Linked DNA regions of Sus scrofa: region 1 is linked to region 2. A link is a contact called in public Hi-C data. All regions are on one chromosome and are shown on one strand. The core of a region is the stretch at or near the end of the contact, and the rest is flanking DNA. Distances in the headings are between cores, read along the strand shown.

Region 1 (2,700 bases), core at 66-2,565, 240 kb after region 2:
TGCTCATAGCTCTGCATAGGCTATAATCATATTCTGTTATAACTATTTATTTATTTATGCAGCTCTCTCCCAGACTGAGAAATGAAACGATCGAAGGAAAAGGCAGTGTCCCAATCTTGTCTCTTTCCCTGTCCCAGCACAAAGCCTAAAATTTATTATGCCATTGGTGAATGTGAGCCCACGACTGAACAGCGAAAAACACCTCAAGGGGGTGGGGGGAGAAGCGAGGGACTTACCGCTCTCGACCACAAGAGGGCGCGCGCTGGGTTCCCACGAGAGAGCCGGTTGGCTGAGGAAGGGCGGGCTCTCCGCCTCCAGCACCAATCATCTCCCAGGACCTTTCTCTAAGAACGCTCAGAGCGAAAAAGGTTGCTTTCTTAGGTCCAAAGAGAAGAGAATAAAAAAATAAAAGTGTTTTGGGAGTTTCCCTCGTGGCTCAGCGGAAACGAATCTTACTAGCATCCATGAGGATGCAGGTTCGATCCCTGGCCTCGTTCAGTGGGTTAAGGGTCCGGCGTTGCCATGAGCTGTGGTGTAGGTCGCAGACGCGGCTCGGATCCCGAGTTGCTGTGGCTCTGGCGTAGGCCGGCAGCTACAGCTCCGATTTGACCCCTAGCCTGGGAATCTCCATGTGCCGCTAGTGCGGCCCTAAAAAGACAAAAAAAAAAAAAAAAAGTTTTTTGAAAACTTCATTGTAGCACTGATGGTAAGGGTTGCCTCTGCCGCCTCCAGGTGTTAATTAGGAGGTTGACTGACTTTTTTAACTGGAAAAGCAACATGCCGCCTTTTCATGAGCTGCTTGGATCTTTGTGATACGAGGGACTGACGTGGGCTCGCATCCAGATCCCGAAGTTAGCAAACATTCAATCTGAGTCACTGTCATCTGAATTGGGAACCCACTAGACCCCCTAAGGGAGAGCAGATGGGAATCAAGATAGGTGAATCGGGACACTTTGGGAGGAAATGGGGTGCGCTGACAGCTACCGGAACAATCTCAGAGACGAGACGTGAAGGAGTCTGAGGAGGGAGCGGGGAAAGGAAGGAGTAGAATAGGTATGGGAATAACGAGCCTCTGGGAAGGGAGGGGTTAACCCCTATGGGCGGGGAGGAGGAAGGGCGGGGTGACACCCGGGAGGCGGGCTCTCCGCCCGGCCTCCCGAAAACAACAGGCCGCTCCGGGCAAACACGGAGTTAAGGGGGCGGGCCCAGGGGGCAGCCACGTGCCGGGGCGAGAGGCAATTGGCTCTCCGGAAGTTGTTTGTGAGCGGCCATTGGCGACGTCGGGGCGCCGCGACGAGCCGATTGGCCGGACTCGGAGCCCCGCCAGGGCGGTGGTGGGGAGGAGGCGGCCTGGGCGGCGCGGGACCCGAGTGGGCCAAGCCGAGCGCCAACGCTGCCCGCGCGGGGTGCGGAGCCCGAGCCCGAGCCCGAGCCCGAGGCGCGGCCGCCGCTGCCATGCGCTGGGTCCGCGCGCTACTGAAGAATGCGTCCCTGGCAGGGGCGCCCAAGTACATCGAGCACTTCAGCAAGTTCTCCCCGTCCCCGTTGTCCATGAAGCAGTTTCTGGACTTCGGTACGAGGGGGCGGGAGGCGGCTGGCCACCGGGACCTGCGGGGGAGGGGGGGCTGGGGGGGAGGAAGGCGTCCTGGCCGTGAAGGGTTAACACGGAGGTTGAGAGAGACCGAGTGACGGGAAGGGTTGGCTTGCAGGGGTCCAGGCAGGAGAGGGTTAACGGAGAGGCCGGAGGCAGCCGGCCTTAAAAGGGTTAGGGCACCCCGGCTGGAGAGACTAGGCAGTGGGAAGTGGGGGCGCTGAGGAGGGATCGGAGGTATCTTCTCGGGCTTTGTGAGGGGTCTTGGTGAGGAAGGGGCAGTGAGGCGGTGATGTTAGGGCTGGAAGGCACGAAAGGGTTCCTGGGGTTGTTCTGGCGATTCTAAGAGTGAGGGTCAGAGAAGAAATGGGCCGGGATGCTGGTGGCTGTAAGGAGGCAGGGCTGGGAGGCACAGCCATCTGGAAGGAGACCTGTGCAGGGCAGACGTGGAGGGGTCAGTTGGGGGCAGGGGCTCTCTCAGATGAGTCAACAGGAGGGACACCCTGACCAGTACACCTCCGCCCACTGAAGGAGCTGCCCTCCAGCTGTCCCAGTGGGCAAGGACACTTGAAGATCAAATCTGCTGTGGCCTGGCCATCTGTCTCCAGCTGGGCAGGGGTCTGGGGCGCTGTGAGGTGCAGTCGGGTGCCTTGTACCCACCCTTGGCTGCCCCTGGGTTCTTGTGCCAGGGTGGCCTAACACCCCCCACCACCACCACCATTCTGGGGGTGGCTCTGGAGCCAGAGCAAGGCTGTGCCAACGTGGTGACTGAAACAGGCATTGTGTGGTCCCTGTCTGTTCCCACCGTGTTTCCATGGTGCCAGCTGGGGATTAGAAGGGGGGGTGCCCCTTCTCTCAAGAGTTGAGGAGAGACAGTGCCTGGCTCAGGTTACAGCTGCGTCACTGATGGCAGGCGGGGGAAGGTGGCAGTCAGGACACGGGGCACCTGTTCCCCAAGACCTGTCTGCCTGAGCTCCTCCCGTGTAGGAAAGCCTCCAGAGCCCCCTCTCAACCCCCTGCAGCTGCCCAGCCCGGCCTGGACCCCAGTTACAGAACTGTCACAGCTGGGAAGGGCTCAGGGTAGAGTCTGGTTCCCTCGGGGTACAGCG
Region 2 (2,789 bases), core at 102-2,601:
CCTGTGTGGCCCTGTGTGCCCCTGCGTAAATGTGCTGGCCCAATGGTGGAGTGAACTGGGACCAGGAGGGAGGGTCCCATGGAAATTGTACTTTTGGTGAAACTCGCAAAAAAATGAAAAGGGGTGGGGAAGGCATTTAAATCCCTTAAGACTTTATTTTCGGGGAGTTCCTTGTTGTTACAAATCTGCAAGTTACAAATCCGACGGGTATCCATGAGGATTCAGATTCAATCCCCGGCCTCACTCAGTGGGTTAAGGATCTGGTGTTGCCATGAGCTGTGGTGTAGGTTGCAGACGTGGCTTGGATCTGGCATTGCTGTGGCTCTGGCGTAGGCTGGCAGCTACAGCTCTGATTCAACCCCTAGCCTGGGAATTTCCATAGGCTGTGGGTCTGGCCCTAAAAAGTCAAAACAAAACAAAACAAAACAAAAAAGAGGAAATTTATTTTCAACTAAAAACGAAAAGGAGCTGTTCTTGCTGTGGCACTGTGGGTTCAGGATGTGGCACCACTGCAGCTGTGGCATAGATTCAATCCCTGGCCCGGGAACTTCCACATGCCTCAGGTGTGGCCAAAAAAAAAAAAGGAAAAAAAAAATTCTGCTTAGATGTGACCCCCCCAAAAAATTTATTTTCAATGGACATCAAATGGCCCACAGTATTGGAAAGGACTGTACAAGACAACAACACATCGTGAAGGTGGGGGCAGGTGCCTGGACCTGAGCTTGGTTACGCTGCCATCCAAAGCGTGGGTTTTCCAACTGGCAGGTAATTCCAAGGCCTGCAGGTCTGTTGGGGGCCTGAGCTCAGCGCTTCCTCTGAGCTTTCATCGGCTGCAGCCCCGGGAACAACACTGGGACGTGCCACTGGGGAACACTGGTTCCCCCTCATCTGACAGTGGAGCCAACCCGAGGCTCAGGAAGCAGGACCATCGTTTCCAGCACAACCATTTTTTTTTCAGCATTTCATTTATTTCCAAGATGTGGGGGGGGGGCCTTGCACGTGACTGAGGGGGTGCTTGGCGTTCTGGGAGGGCGTTGGCCTGAGCCAGGCTGCCCCAGAGGGCAAGTCCTGCTCCTGGAGGCGTGCTCAGGGGACCTGGCTGGGCAGAGATGAAGGGGGCCATCCGCCCTGTTGTCCTCTGATCAGGGGAGGGGCTGGTGGTGGCCTGAACCTCAGGACGTCCCCCCACCCCGGTCCCGTGTGCCCGGGAGTGCCTGACCGCTTTGGAAGGGCAGCCCTCTGTTGCGGGGGTAGGTGGGAAGGGTGGGGCTTCCAGCAGCTCCTGGGGGCTGCAGGATGGGACCCATTTAGCCTCCTCCGTCATCTGACCCCCATGACTCAGGCCTGGCCCTGCCCGGGGAGGGCAATGGGCCAGTCTGAGCTCATCAGCACTGCCTGAGCCGAAGTGGTAAACAAGTCCCCCTCTGCCTCCCGCCCCTGAGAGGAAGCAGGGAAGAGGGTGAGGTGGGGGCCCCCTGCACCCCGCCCGGCCCAAGCCATCTGCATAACACAGGTGCGTGTCATGGGTGTCCACGGGGCCTGGAGGGTGTGTGCTGCACTCTGGCACGTGGGCAGGGTGTTTGCTGTCATTTGCGTCCTTGGGGGAATTGTAGTTAACCTTTTCCAGGGACCAGTTTGGCCAGGGCTCTTGGGACCATTTCACCTCATCCTTGGTATCTGGGGGGCCTAGAGCTGAAGGCTCAAGGGGCTGGGCCTTAAAACCTGGGGCGGGGGTGGGGTGGGGGGTGTCCCAGAGTTCCCGCTGTGGCGCGACCGGATCATGGGTGTCTTGGGAGTGCTGGGACATAGATTTGATCCCCAGTCCAGCACAATGGGTTGAGGATCCAGCTCGCTGTTGCTGCAGCTGAGGCTTAGGTCGAAACTTAGGCTCGAATTTGATCCCTGGCTCAGATCCCTGGCATGGGAACTCCATATGCTTTGTGGGGCGGGGCACAAAAAAAAAAAAAAAGAAAAAAATCTGGGGGTCGCTATGGAGTAACCCCTGGTTTGACCCACTGGATCTGTCTCCTGACCTTCAGGCCTCATGGCTCAAACTCCTGTACTGGTGGCCTGGTGGGTGGGGTCCCCTATGGCCTCTGGGAGCCCTGGGCCAGTGGTAACATCTGAGAGGCCCAGTCCTCGGCATCTTTCCTCTTGCAACATGGGATCCGAGCCGCATCTGCAATCTACAATCTGCAGCTGTGTCTGCGATCTACAATCTGCAATGCCAGATCCTTAACCCACTGAACAAGGCCAGGGATCGAACCCACAACCTCATGGTTCCCAGTCGGATTCGTTAACCACTGAACCACGACGGGAACTTCTCCCCCGCCGCCCCCCGCCCCTTTTCCTAACGCCTGTCTCTCCGTCTCCTTCCTTTCCTTTAACTTCCACTTTCCTGCTTTCCCCACCTTCCTGGCTCCTCTCAACCCAGTAAATAACACCGGCATTACTATCTGTAGCCACCAGATGGCACTAGTGTACCACGTGTGCCATCCTTACTGAGGGTTGCCCCACCGCCACCCCGCCCCCAGCCCAGGGTGATTAACCACCCTTAACCCTTCCCAGCACCCACACCCTGCCCAGGGCCTTTCTGGGATTTTAAACATGGAGGAAAACAGATGCACCAAAATATGGGCAGGGCCAGGGTGGGGGTCAGGAGCTCCCGGTTCCCCGGGAGAGGCTTTCATGCCCCAGCCTCACAAAGGATGTCCATACACCTTATGGTTTTTCCACCTCGAACCCTGTGAGGTCCTGAGTGGCATGCATGGTGCACATGAAGAGAGTGA

Evidence for each region. Hi-C and Micro-C count contacts between places; a contact is called where the count stands out from the background.
Region 1: a Hi-C map of retroperitoneal adipose tissue shows a contact between it and region 2, with 2.2 times the contacts expected there. The contact joins the promoter of PDK2 here to the enhancer-like site in region 2. A contact is called at or near these places in 11 of 47 Hi-C or Micro-C datasets (embryonic fibroblasts, epiblast stem cells, fetal skeletal muscle and 7 more).

The regions. Positions count from the first base shown.
Region 1 is chr12:26,273,247-26,275,946 of Sscrofa11.1, forward strand. PDK2 (pyruvate dehydrogenase kinase, isozyme 2) reads left to right here and starts at 1,316. Exons shown (of 11, transcript XM_021067148.1): 1 at 1,316-1,573. The coding sequence starts at 1,456.
Region 2 is chr12:26,034,845-26,037,633 of Sscrofa11.1, forward strand. No RefSeq gene overlaps it. Among named protein-coding and RNA genes, the nearest start is that of TAC4, 12 kb to the left of the region's middle. Within about 2 kb of position 1,352, at least 14 of the 83 cell types and tissues checked have an H3K27ac peak or open chromatin away from gene starts, as enhancers often do. A contact at or near this core is called in embryonic fibroblasts, omental adipose tissue, retroperitoneal adipose tissue and 1 more, where this site is marked.